4 separate regions of the Mus musculus genome follow, and regions 2, 3 and 4 are each linked to region 1. The links are chromatin contacts, called in public promoter capture Hi-C maps. All regions are on one chromosome and are shown on one strand. The core of a region is the stretch at or near the end of the contact, and the rest is flanking DNA. Distances in the headings are between cores, read along the strand shown.

What was found. Promoter capture Hi-C pulls out the DNA fragments that hold promoters and counts their contacts.
Region 2: a contact with region 1 is called in a promoter capture Hi-C map of hippocampal neurons, with 4 times the contacts expected there. The contact joins the promoter of D630041G03Rik here to the promoter of Zfp418 in region 1. A contact is called at or near these places in 2 of 39 promoter capture datasets (cranial neural crest and hippocampal neurons).
Region 3: a contact with region 1 is called in a promoter capture Hi-C map of liver, with 2.3 times the contacts expected there. The contact joins the promoter of Kmt5c here to the promoter of Zfp418 in region 1. A contact is called at or near these places in 2 of 39 promoter capture datasets (liver and pre-B cells).
Region 4: a promoter capture Hi-C map of liver shows a contact between it and region 1, with 2.4 times the contacts expected there. The contact joins the promoter of Zfp628 here to the promoter of Zfp418 in region 1. A contact is called at or near these places in 3 of 39 promoter capture datasets (cranial neural crest, hippocampal neurons and liver).

What each region holds. Positions count from the first base shown.
Region 1 is chr7:7,169,682-7,172,859 of GRCm38.p6, forward strand. Zfp418 (zinc finger protein 418) reads left to right here and starts at 1,672. Exons shown (of 4, transcript NM_146179.2): 1 at 1,672-1,877; 2 at 2,456-2,494. The coding sequence starts at 1,851.
Region 2 is chr7:4,469,435-4,472,612 of GRCm38.p6, forward strand. D630041G03Rik (RIKEN cDNA D630041G03 gene) reads right to left here and starts at 1,450. Exons shown (of 1, transcript NR_028416.1): 1 at 1-1,450. It overlaps Eps8l1 (EPS8-like 1), which reads left to right. Exons shown (of 20, transcript NM_001374622.1): 5 at 447-608; 6 at 849-998; 7 at 1,374-1,456; 8 at 1,793-2,054; 9 at 2,362-2,488; 10 at 2,679-2,767; 11 at 2,865-2,939; 12 at 3,041-3,178. It also overlaps a transcript of Rdh13 not described here.
Region 3 is chr7:4,738,415-4,741,592 of GRCm38.p6, forward strand. Kmt5c (lysine methyltransferase 5C) reads left to right here and starts at 1,713. Exons shown (of 9, transcript NM_146177.2): 1 at 1,713-1,825. It overlaps Gm24537 (a small nuclear RNA gene), which reads left to right and starts at 418; the gene lies at 418-519. Gm42369 (a long non-coding RNA gene) reads right to left here and starts at 1,666. Exons shown (of 2, transcript XR_881802.3): 1 at 878-1,666; 2 at 576-788.
Region 4 is chr7:4,913,492-4,916,669 of GRCm38.p6, forward strand. Zfp628 (zinc finger protein 628) reads left to right here and starts at 1,726. Exons shown (of 3, transcript NM_170759.2): 1 at 1,726-1,914.

The DNA of each region.
Region 1 (3,178 bases), core at 422-2,921:
TGTGCAAGATATCAGATCTCCATTACCACCCCCCTACATACACACACATCCACACCCATACATCATCCAATGAAACTTTTCTTTGATGAGGCTCTTGAAGTCAACTTAGAAAAAGCACTCCCTTGGAAGTGCTTTTCTGAAGTCCCTTGTCTGGAGTTGAGCTGCTCCCTTCTCAAGTTCTGTGATGAAGAGGGTGTCAAGTCCCAGAGAAACAAGGGGCTATAAGAATACTATTGTCTGCTTGGCCTCTAGTCTCAGCCAGTACCTTTTGCTCCTGTAGGCACTTCTCACTCTGCACCCTACGCTAACCCAGGGACCTCCCTTAAGTTCCCTCAATTTCTCTTTCCTCAGCCACAGGATCTCTTGGCTTACTCTTGCCTCTCTTGATCAGCTTGCTCCTACCCCCTACCCCTTCTCTGTCTCTGTCTCTGTCTCTGTCTCTGTCTCTGTCTCTTCTCTTCACTTCTTCCCTTGAATTCTCTCTCTCTCTTGGTCTGTCTGAATCTTTCTAGATGCCTCAGTCTATACTCTCCCTTACATCTACAATAAAAATTTCCTCTTCCACCATACCCTGGAGCTATTGTGTCTTAATTTTCATTCAGAGGGAAAAGCAAAACAGCCTGAATGTTAAATTGTGTGTCCTTCAGAACAGGTATAAAGTGAACATTTCTAACAAAATTTACTACTGTTTCTCCTAGGATATAAAAATCTCTGTAATGTGCCCAGAGTGATGGCCCATGCCTTTAATTCCAGCACTCCAGAGACAGGAGGATCCCTATGAGTTAGGGAACAGCGTAGTTTACATAGTGAGTTCCAGGCCAGCCAGGCTTATGAAGTGATGCCTTGTCTTAAAACAAAGAAACAAATAATACATTAATAAGTTATTGTATTGAAAAAGAACAATTCAGCCATAGGAAGCTCATGCCTGGGGAGAAAGCTCAGTCAGGAACTCCGTCATTGCCTCACCTTGCCCTCCCCACCCTGTTAGCTTCTGCTAGTGCTGTGAATACCTGATTGGATGATGTTGTCCCTTTATGGTGCTCCTTGTTCTTTCCTGAAGTTACCTGATAGGACATTGTTCTGCGGGGGATCTCCCCCATTAGGACTCACAGATGGCTGCCTTGTTTGGTTTTTGCTGGATATTTTCTCCCAACTAGATGTTTTGGTATTTCTTTCTTCATATTTATTCTTCAATTTGGCTTACTCTATATTTAACTCACTCATTCTAAATGCAGAGTGGCTTACAAAACCTCTCAAGAGAGGCTCGAAAAGTTTTTCCTGTCTGCTGTTTTAACTTTCAAAATTTGGGCTAAATTATCTCTATTTAAAACATGCTACAGTGTGTCGAATATCTTTCCATAAGTAGCAACATATTTCTTCACTAAGCATGGTCAGAGATGTGTCAGCATTGCATCTGGAGTGTTTTCCTTTATAAATACATATAGGTTCCCCCAAATAAAATCCCAAATAAAATCCCCACTCTTCCTTTACTGCAGAAATATTCTGAAACAAATTAAGATCATTGTGAGGATGGATTATGGGCTGCTGTTGGTTCAAGCCTGAGCAGTAGGAACTACATTACCCACAATGCCAAGAGCAGAGTAGCAAACTGCTGAGCCAAAGAGGGCAGTTTCTGCCTGGGAAGGTCGACAGACATTGGGCGGTACTTCCTGCATTTTGTCCTGTCTTTGGTTTAACTGTCCATGGGTTGGTATTTGGAGGATTCTGAGCTTTAAAATCAGCAAGTTAGACTAAAGGTACGAGAGCGAACAGGCACTGGGTGTCGGCCAAGCAGACCATCATCAGCCGCGGCGGCCGTGCACCGGCCCCTGCGTACTCTACAGAGCCGGATGGCGGCGCTGAAGCACCTGGCTCAGGTAAGTGCCACATACTAGGCGCTCCCTCTCCCTAGATACTTTGAGTCCTAGAGCCCCTTGAGGACTCCCGCTCAGCTCACATCCTTATGAAAAACTTAATCCCTGTGTCCAGAACAGTGCCAAGCTCGTGGATGGGATCCGCATTTCTCGTAACTAGTCTGATGAGGCATGGAAGAGTGGGACCAAGAGAAGAGTGATTGACTGATTTGTGTGGGCAGTATCACGTTTGGCCACTTTAACCGGGAGCATTCCAGCCTAAAAAAACGGCAAGGTGAGGTGCATTAACTATGCCCTCACTACGGAGGAGCCAGCGGGACTGAATGGAAGATAAATGTAGCTAGAGGTTATTCAAAATATTCCAAAAGCTGCACAGAGTTAGAGCGGGCTGGAAGAGAATAATATGGAGCCCTCAGGAGAATAAAGCTTTGTGCAACATCCCGCAGCTGCTATGACTCAGCACTATGCATAGTTTAGAGATAATTTAGATATAAAAGGTTATGAAGATTCAGGACTGGACAGGGGTCCAGGTCCATGAAAACTTACCATGGTCTTTGATTCTTACAACTTTCTTCCCACAGGTTCCCAGATCTACAGAAAAGGGTATGGTCTGTATACAGGTGAGTGTGGGGTGTTCTAGTAAGTTCACCAGTGTGGCCACACTTCTTGCCTCACGTTGGTAGTGGAATTCATTTTTGTGGGGGTTCTTAAGAATGGAATGTAACATTTAGCATGGAGGCATATCCCTGGAGTCTGAACACTAGAGAGGACCAAGGCACGTTCAAAGCCAGCCTGGGATACATGGTGAGACCCTAAGAAAGAATGAGTGATTGATAAGATAGCTCAGTTGGTAAAGGCACTTGCTACCAAGCCTGAGTACTTAAGTCAGTCCCCAGAACCTACATGATAAAGGGAGAGAACTGATTCCTGAAAATTGTGCCCTGCTTTTCTACTTGTACACTCACATACATATGCATACTGGGAGAAAATAAATAAATAAATAAATAAATAAATAAATAAATAAATAAATACAAAAAGAGGGAGACTGAGATTTCAAAACCCAGTAGTATAGTGGGAATGTCAGCCGCTGGCTAGTCACACAGATCTACAACTCTGGGGAAAATTAAGCATGGAGACATCCTGATTGCTGAAGGCTGCTGTTTATCCTTGAATACGGGTGGATTAGGAAACAGAATCAGCTTTATTTTATTATTTTAATACTTTTAAAATGTTATCCCCCTTCCCAGTTTCCCCTCCACAAACCCCCTATCCTATCCCCCTCCTCTCTGCTTCTGTGAGGGAGC
Region 2 (3,178 bases), core at 200-2,699, 2.7 Mb before region 1:
AAGAGACTAGGAAAACTCAGCTCTTCTCTCCCCATGAACATCCGTCCCTGTTGCCTGAGAACTCAGTTCTGTCTGATCTTCCTCTGAGCCATCCCCAGTGCAGGATGCAGGACCAAATCGGCCACGGTTCCATGGTCCAGGAGAGGGTGTGGATGTCATAATGCAAAGCAGAGGAGGCACTTACAAGAGTTCAATCCTTATTATTTGTTGCCCTTGAGAAGCCTCCAATCTTGGTTTGAAGATGTCCTAATTGGAAGGAAATCTAATCAGTGCTGGCCACTGAAGGAGCTGAAGGGTCTGAGGGAGGGAGACTGAGGTCTGGATTCAAAGGGTCTGAGGAAAGCATTCTGGGGAAGTATGGCTAGGCTGAACAGGAGCTCCCTCTAGAAGCTCAGCAACAGCTTGGCATAGCCTGGGACTCAGCTACCTACTCTGTCTCCTGCCAGCACCTGGTCACCTTCTGCTTGGGGGAAGAAGATGGCGTGCACACTGTGGAAGATGCTTCCAGAAAGCTGGCAGTCATGGACAGCCAGGGGCGTGTCTGGGCACAGGAGATGCTACTGAGAGTGTCACCTAGTCAAGTCACTCTGCTTGATCCAGTCTCCAAGGTGCCAGAGAGCAATTGGGTGGAAGAGAGAAATGGGGCTGAGATCTGAGGGTGAATCTTGGCTCCGAAGCGTCCTTCCCCTGGGAACTTTGGCAAGCTATCCTTTGAAGCCTAGGTTATTAAACAGGGTGTTATTTCTAGGCCCCTGAACTCTTTCGGTTGCCTTGCCCCAAGTCCTGGACACTGCTCTAGCAGTCATAGGAATCTGTGCCTCCGTTTACCCTGCGACCCCGTCCTGCAGGAAGAACTAGAGTCATATCCTCTCGATGCCATCGTACGCTGCGACGCGGTGATGCCCCGAGGACGGAGCCGTTCATTGCTGCTCCTGGTGTGCCAGGAGCCAGAGCGTGCACAGCCGGATGTTCATTTCTTCCAGGGCCTGCTCCTCGGAGTGAGTGGGCGTGGCTCCGGGTGGCTTTTTTTTCTAGTAGAGAATCAGAGGCGGGGCTTCCATGTTTGGGGCGGGGCCTTGGCAAACGGGGACATAGCCTAGGAAAGCAGGTCTGAGAGGGAACCAGAATTGAGGACAGGTTGAATGAACTCTAGACCATGACTGAATGTGACGATGGGAAGAAGATGCAGAACAAAGGCTTTGAGAAAAACATAAAAAAGATGGTTGGAAGCAGGCAGGCAGGCAGGCAGAACCAAGATGGGGTCCATGGGGTTTGTCCAAGACAGTCGGAGGCAAAGCGCTGAGAACAAGAAAGAGTCCTGGGCAGGCAATGGGTGGGGCGTAAGAGGGGAGATCTTAAAGTATGATTGACAGGCGGAGCTGATCCGTGAGGACATCCAAGGGGCTCTGCAGAACTACCGCTCCGGACGTGGAGAACGCAGGGCAGCAGCGCTCAGGTGAGGAGAAGGGGGAAGCAGATGCAGAGCGCACTGAAAAAAAAAATTCTCCCATCTATGGACCTCACTCTCCTCAGCTAAGAAATGAGCTTGGTACGAACAGCCTAGAGTGTTGAATGTGGTCACAAATTAGCCTTGGCCAGGTCTTACCTGTACCTCCCAGACAAGGTGACCGCTCCGCTCCAGTCTTCTACTTTAGCCTGTCTTGGTCTTTGGTTTCTCCATCTTCGTATCCAGTTTCTCATTATGAAATGCCCAGCCTTCGTTTGACCGCCCCCCCCCCTTCCTGATCCCATCGGTTGCCCCAGCCTCGGTCTCCCCTTTTTCTTAACTCAGGGCGACGCAGGAGGAGCTGCGACGCGGCGCCTCTCCAGCAGCGGAGACCCCGCCCTTACAGCGTCGCCCGTCTGTCCGCCTGGTGATCAACACCGTGGAACCATCCGCAGTCCGCGGGCGACCCCAAGTGGAGTCAATTCCAGAGACTGAGGAAGCAAGGAAACCCGACCAAGCTCGCACGACTAGCAGTGCTGACCCTACCTCCCCAGACTTGGGCCCAAGAGGACCTGAGCTGGCGGGTCTGCAGGCAGAGCGGGATGTGGTGAGCTTGAGTGAGAGGCACCAGCTAGGAGAAAAAGATTTCCTTGACAATCAAGTCAGTCTTGGAGTGGGGAACGAGATTCAGGAACGTGGCACGTCTAGGTGTGACTAGCTGACAAGATGCTGGGTCGGGGATGGGAGTTAATTCTAGAAGTATGGCTAGAGTCTTTGATATAGACCACCCACTGCTCCAGTTATGGGCATGGCCTGACGTAGGGGGTGTGTCCAGGAGTTCAGATTGGAGCCCTGGACCTAGACCAGAGTCTGAGACTCAGGAGCACCACTCTTACCTCTCTTGCTTATGGTAGGATATTCTGAACCACGTGTTTGACGACGTGGAGAGTTTTGTATCCAGACTGCAAAAATCAGCAGAGGCTACCCGGGTTTTGGAGCACCGCGAGAGAGGCCGCAGGACACGACGCCGAGCTGCGGGAGGTAAGGGGCTTCCACATGGACCGAGAACACACCTTCCTGAGTGATGTCCAAATATCCTCTCCCCCTGGGGTCTCCCACCACCAGCCAGGTCTGACTTCCTAAGGCCACCCGTTTGGGTGTTTACACCTTTGGAATTGTTGTCTAATGCTTTCTTGGTGTCCCCACAACCTCACCTGCTCTCTCCGCACAGAGGGTCTGCTGACACTGAGGGCCAAGCCACCCACTGAGGCTGAGTACACCGACGTGCTTCAGAAAATCAAATACGCCTTCAGTCTGCTGGTGAGGATGCATCCATTGCTGGGCGTCGATGGAGTGAGGGCACTTTGACCCATCCATCATTCGTGCACTAATAAGAAATGACCTCCTTTCGTTCCAGGCCCGGTTGCGAGGCAACATCGCCAACCCCTCCTCTCCAGAGCTGTTGCACTTTCTGTTTGGACCTCTGCAGATGGTGAGGCTCATCTTAGCCCTCAGGGCTCCCCTGCTTTAGAAGGATTAAGATTCGACTTCAAGAAGGTCTTGTTGGCATGCTCATTTCTGTTGGCCTGGTAGATTGTGAACACTTCAGGCGGCCCTGAGTTCGCGAAGAGTGTGCGACGACCGCATTTGACGTTGGAGGCTGTGACTCTGCTCCGCGACAATGTCACTCCTGGTGAAAATGAACTATGGACCTCGCTGGGAGACTCCTGG
Region 3 (3,178 bases), core at 463-2,962, 2.4 Mb before region 1:
TGCTAGGCACATCTCTTTTTCTTTCAAAATGGAAATCAAACCACAAGCCTCACCCATGGTGCATATTGTATACCCACAGGCTATACCCTCATCCTGGAATATACTTCAACAGTCTGGAAGACACTTTGCTATTTAGTGGGGTTTTTTCCCTTAAATATATTTTTATTAGCCATTTGAAAATCTCATATAATGTGACAGCACCCAAGGACGATATAGTCATCCTAACCCGGAGAGCTGCTTAGGGTAGGGAGCTGTCTTAGAATTTAGGAGAGAGAAGGGTGGTGAGGCATGGACCTCAGACACTTGAAAGTATATCAGTGTATGATATTTGCTTTGTAGACGCAACCATGAAGCTGTGAGTTGGCAAAACCCCAAGATCACAGAACGGTGCAAAACTTCAGCCTCCTTAAAAACAAAATGTTGCAGCAGCACATATACTAAAATTGCAGCGATACAGTGAAGATTTGCATGGCTCCTGTGCAAGGATGACGAGCAAATTCATGCCTGATCTACATGGTGAGTTCTAGGACAGTCAAAGCTCATGTCTCAAAAGAGAAGCTACTATGATTTAATCAATTGTGTGTGTGTGTGTGTGTGTGTGTGTGTGTGTGTGCGTGCGCGCGCGCGCGCGCGCGCCTTGGCATGAATGTGGAGGTCAAGGACAACCTTCAGGAGTCGGTGCTTTCTTTCCATTATGCGGATCCTGGCTATGAGACTTGTGGGCAGGTGCTTTTACACACTGGGCCATTTCAATGTCCCATCTCACTTCAATCGGTTGTTCCTTCAGTCTGTAGTAACAAAACATTCTGTGCTGTAGGCATTATCCTAACCCACCAAATAGATAACTCAGGAAAGACAAAAACAAAAGTAAGCTTACTTGTTTGGACGTAATTATGATATCCTGCTAATTATACTTGCAGGATTGAAGAGGTGGGTAATCTTAATTAAGGGGTTTCCCCAGGGGAGTGCCCCATGAATCAGAGCTTGTCTTCTAAGTCCCAACTTCTCAGCGTCGTCTCTTTCTGAACTGTTCACAGGCAGGACAAGAAAACTTCACAGAGTTCTTGTAGGTACAATTTTCCAAAGATAAGGAATACTGGGAAAGAGAAAAGATCTTCTTGCTAAGCAGGGTTGGCACTGAAGTTTTGTTGCCATGGCAACCAATGGTCTCCTGGGGCCGGGAGCGCGATGGCGCGTGTGTGCATTCACCTCTTTCCTTCCTGGTTCGCTCAGGGATTTTGCCCCACTTCAAGCTGAAAGAAAGAGAATAGAGCTCCGGATTTAGGGTGATGGGCGGAGGCCTTAACGAATGGAAGCGTGGTCCTGTCCAAGGCCAACCAATAATATACGAAGTTTGTCTCTGACAGAGCCCTCCCTCTTTTCACTTGGACCTGAATAACCTGACCCAAACAGAGTTTCTGTTGGAGCGACGGCTCTTTAAGCCAATGAAAGCACTGATTTGGGACAGTGCAGAAGAAGAGGCGGGACAGATTTTTATGGCAACGCCTGAATGACAGCGACCCGAGCCATTGGCTGTAGTTCGCTGGATTTATTGACAGAGTGGGCGTGGAGGGGTTTTGTCAGGGCACCGACTGGGGCCAGAAGAGGCGGGAAAAAGAGAGCAATGAGAGTCAGCCAATAAGAACAGCGCGAGTTTCATAGCAACGGAAGAGTGACGGCGGGTTGGGCCAAAGGAAGGTTAAGCTGTTTGTTACGCCGGCCGAGGGGAGGCGCGGCGGCTGTGTCGGACGAGAGCCGGAGGAGGCGGTGGGTGGAGGTGGCGGCTGCAACGCGGGTTCCTGAGGAGAAGGAGGAGGAGAAGCGGGTGAGGGGCGGCGCGGGGCCCGACCTCTGAGCCCCCTCTTGGCCCCCGCCCCGCGCCGCCCGGCCTCCCAGTCACCCCCTGAACCGGCTGTCCCCGGGCCCTTCCTCGAACCTTGCGGTCCAAGTCTCCAGCCCCGCGGATCTACGCGCTCCTCACTCGTACCCTTCCCTGCACCCTTGGAGCCCATGCAGACTCCTCTCTCACTCTCAGGACTTTCCTTGCACCTTAGGAGTCGCTCCTTGCCCCACCAGGGCCCATCCCCACCACCTTTTCCTGCATCGTAACCTACCTACCCTGTCACACTCAGGGCACTTCCTGACTCCTGTCTCACTATCCTGGTCTCTGAGGCCCTTCCTCTGACTCTCTGTTTCCCCAGCCCCCTTCTGCAACCTTCCCAGGCTTTAGTTAGCTACTTAGCGCCCTCAATTCCCTCCTCGAACCCGTAGGATCTTTCAGGTTTCCATCACTTCAAATCCCCCAGGATTCCCTCAAACCCTGCTTGGAACCGCTAAGCCCTTCCCTTGGACCCCAGGCATATCTACCCTTTGGATTTCGTGGGCTCCTCCCTTGCAACCTCAGGTGCCTTCTTCCCCCCACCCCCGCCAATCCTGACTTCCCTCCATCTTTCTCTCCCCTTTCTCTCCCTTCACATCATACTCCCTACACCTCACTTTGTCTTTTCCCAGCTTCCAGGCTTTTTTTCTAAGCACCCTCTTCATTTAACCCAGACCGTTTTTTTTCCAGATCTTTCTCCCAGAGTGGCGGAGTGTGTCTTGCCACACTCTGCCTTCTTGCTCTCTCCCAAAGCGCAGAATTGTCAGACACACCACAGTGAGGGTACTGGGTAACCTGGCCCTCCATTTTATTTGATTTGGTTTTCTGAATCTATTTTTTTCCCCTCTTTGCCTCCGACCCTTTGTTTTGACTTGTTCCTCCTCTCCTTTCTGTTCCTCCCTTCTTCCTGTTTTTTGTCCTCTGGCGGGCTTCCCTTTTGCTGGAGTCCTCGGAGAGGCATTAGGGACTGGATCCTTCTTCCCCTAATGGCTGCCTGGGCTCCACCCACAACCTTTTGACCACTCCCCAGAGGAGGGTGACCTTGGAGGGAGGTGCTGAGGACGGGAGAATCAGCCTAGCAGGGGGTCAGCAAAGGCAGGCCAGAAGCTCCTATGGAGTTCCTTTTCCCCTTTCCCTTGATGAGAGCCCAGCTATCCCAACTCCCTCCTGCCATGCTAAGCCTTTGGAGTTATCTCAGGCAGTTAATTAATCTTCCTTCCGCCTGGGTACACAGGGACCTGTCTCTTACATGTGCACTTGGCAAAGTGGTCTTTGTGTGTGCTGACATTCGAGAAAGTG
Region 4 (3,178 bases), core at 476-2,975, 2.3 Mb before region 1:
CTTGAATCTCAGGCGAGACTTTGAACTTAAATAATATATTTCTTTTTATGTGTATGTGTGTTTTACCACACTCATGTCTGTGCCTGTGTCCACGGTGTCTCGGGAGGGTTCTGTGGGACTGGAGTTACAGTTGTGAGCCACTGTTGTGGATTCTAGAAATCAAAGGCGGGTTCTCTGGATCTCTCTCTCTCTCATACATAAAATGAAAAAATGTAAATTACATTCAGCCACTTATTTTGTGTGTATGGGCATGCATGTATTTGCCACACAGCATAGATGCTGATTGGAGGACAACTTGTGGGAGTTTGTTCTCACCTTTCACCATATCCATGTTGTAAATGTAATTGCTATTTTCCAGATGTAATTGCCATCTCTGATGTCTACTGTTGAATAAACTCACCCTTTCTAGCTCTTTCTGAATTCTGGCTGGCTGGTTCAACTCAGCTTCTCTGGCCTAAACACCTCTCCAAAGTGACTGATTCTCTCAGCTTCTGACTGAATTGCTCTGCTTGACCTCAAACTAACTCTAGAAATCTGTTCTAATTTGGCTTCTTTTTATTCTCTGGCTCATTGTGTCTTCACCTGCAACTTGTCTCTATAAAACCATCTCTATGAAAACTACCTCTGAACTCCTCTGCATAGCCTCTCAACTCACTGATTCAACTGAACTGGTTGCCTAGAACTCAGAGATCTACATGCCTCTATCTCCTGAGTGCTGGGATTAAAGGCATGCACCACCAAACCTGGTCCTAAGCTTTTCCTTACCTGAAACTTGCTCTATTCCAGGCTGGCCTTGGACTCAAAGAGATCTGCTTGCCTCTGTCTCCTGGAATTAAAGGTGTGTACTAAGGTCATATCTGTGTTCCAGCCACAATAGCCATGTTGCTGGATTAAGACTCCTCTATGGCTTCACTGGGCAGCGAGCATCAGTACCATCAGTCTGAGCCATCTCACCAGCCCTCTAAGTTAGGGCTGGGGTGATAGCTTTGTAGTTAAGAACAACTGCTAGTTTTACAGAGGACTGGGCTTCGGTTCCTTGGGACCACACCAGACAGTTCACAACTGCCCTGTAACTCTAGCTCCAAAGGATCTGACACTCTGTTTTGGCTTCCTCAGGCACCAGGCACACATGGGGTGCACAGACATGCATGTGGGAACTCACATATACAGAGAAGGTAAAAATAAATAGATCTTAAGAAAAAGGCAGCCGGGCAGTGGTGGCGCACACCTTTAATCCCAGCACTTGGGAGGCAGAGGCAGGAGGATTTCTGAATTCGAGTCCAGCCTGGTCTACAGAGTTCCAGGACTGTCTCGGAAAAAAAAAAAAAAATTCAAGGCCAGCCCGTGCTACATGAGCCTACAAGAGCCCATTGTCTCAAAAAGTAAAAAACAAAAACAAAAAACAATTAAGACAACAAAAATAATCTATCCGAAAGTCTCAGCACAGGCTCAGAAAGCAAGCTTGGCCCCAGATACCAGCAGGCAGGGGAAAAAAAGCAGGCTTGTAGGGGCAACTCAGACTCCCGAGACCCAGGCCATCCCAGGCCATGCAGGAAGGTTGAGTGCCTCAGTTTCCTTCCCAGCACGAGGGAACAGGGTCTGCGTGTACACCACGGGCCTGAGGCTTGGACCCCCGGGATTCTGCATCTGGCGAACCCCAGCAGTGGGTGGGGCCGGGCCGGGCTTGGCGCGTTGCGTCATGACGCACGAAGGCGGCGGCGGCGGGGTTTGTGTGCGCGAGAGGCCGCCGATAAAGGTTGAGTGCCTCGCGCCGGGGGCCGTGGGGAGGGAGCGCGCCCCCGCCCCCTCCCGGGCCGCGGGTCCCGCAGCGCTGTGCCGGGCCCCGCTTCCCGTCAGCCCCCGCGGGAAGGCCCTGGGGTTCTCCTTGATCCCCCTCCCCGACCGGGGCCACAGGTGAGAGACCGGAGGGCGCGGTGGGGGAAGGGCCGGAGGGCGGAGTCGTTTGGAGAACGGCGAGCGGGAAACCGGAAGGGGTACCTTAAAGGGAAGGTCGCTATTTCGCCTCCGATATTTAATCTGTTAGGCCGGCTCCGCCCTCTTAAAGGGGTAAGGACAGTGTGTTTAGCTGCATTTTTGCAAAGCTTCCTGCCCTTTCCCTTCTCCCCTTTCTCCTAAAAGGGGGTTATTTCCTTAAAAGCGGGTGATAGTTTCCCAAACATTGAAGGAAAAGTTTCATAATTCTGCTGGTCCCTAGACTATCTGAACAAAGAGATCTTTTTTCCCTCCCAGATAAAACCTCATGTAGCTTAGGATGCCGTCAGACTCACTGTATAGCTGACAATGACCTTAAATTTACGATCCTGCTGCCTTCATCTGCGCGCTGGGATTACAGGCCTGCCTGTGCCACCACGCCCAGTTCTATGGTGTACTGTGACAAGAACCCAGAGCTTTGTGCATGCCAGTCATTAACCCTTAATAACCGAGCTACATCCCAAACCCCAAGAGCTTCCTCGTAAAGCCCAGACGCTTAAAGGGCACTCTCACTGCTAAGATGGGTCCCTGTTCCGTTGGGCCTCTTGTGTTAAAAGATATGGCCTCAGAGGCACAGACAGTTTCTGAACCTCATTTGTCACCTACACGCCAAAAGGAACAACAGCCCTTTAAAAAAACAATCCTTCATAGCCTATTGCCCTTTGAAAAAGAAATCCTTTATAACCTGTCAAAAGGGGGTGCCTCCCTCTCTTCACTCAGACTGTCTTTACTGAGCATGCTCTCTCCTGATGTTTTGGTGGGTGATGGATGCATCAGAGAACGATCGATCGAACGAAGCAGAGGTTCTCTGTTTGGATGATGTGAACATTGACAGAGTAGAACAAGCAGTAAGAGACTTATATGTTGATGGGACTGTCCTGGGGTACTGTCACTGCAGTACTGACTTCAGGATTTACTAGGGAAGGGTCAAGCTGGCACTGTGTTTTGTTACCAGTGGCATCCATCCTATTGAGTCAGGAATCCTGATGAACACCCATCCATTTATTAGACAGCCCCTCTGACAAAGAATGACCTGTCTCCAAATCTCTGTGCTGGTGAGGTTGAGAAGTCCTGGCTAGGGTGGTGGTGATGCACGCCTTTGAGCCCAGCACTCAGGAGGCAGATGCAGACATCTGAGTTCGAGGCCAGCCTGGTCTAGGTAGTGAGTTCCAGGACAGCCAGGGCT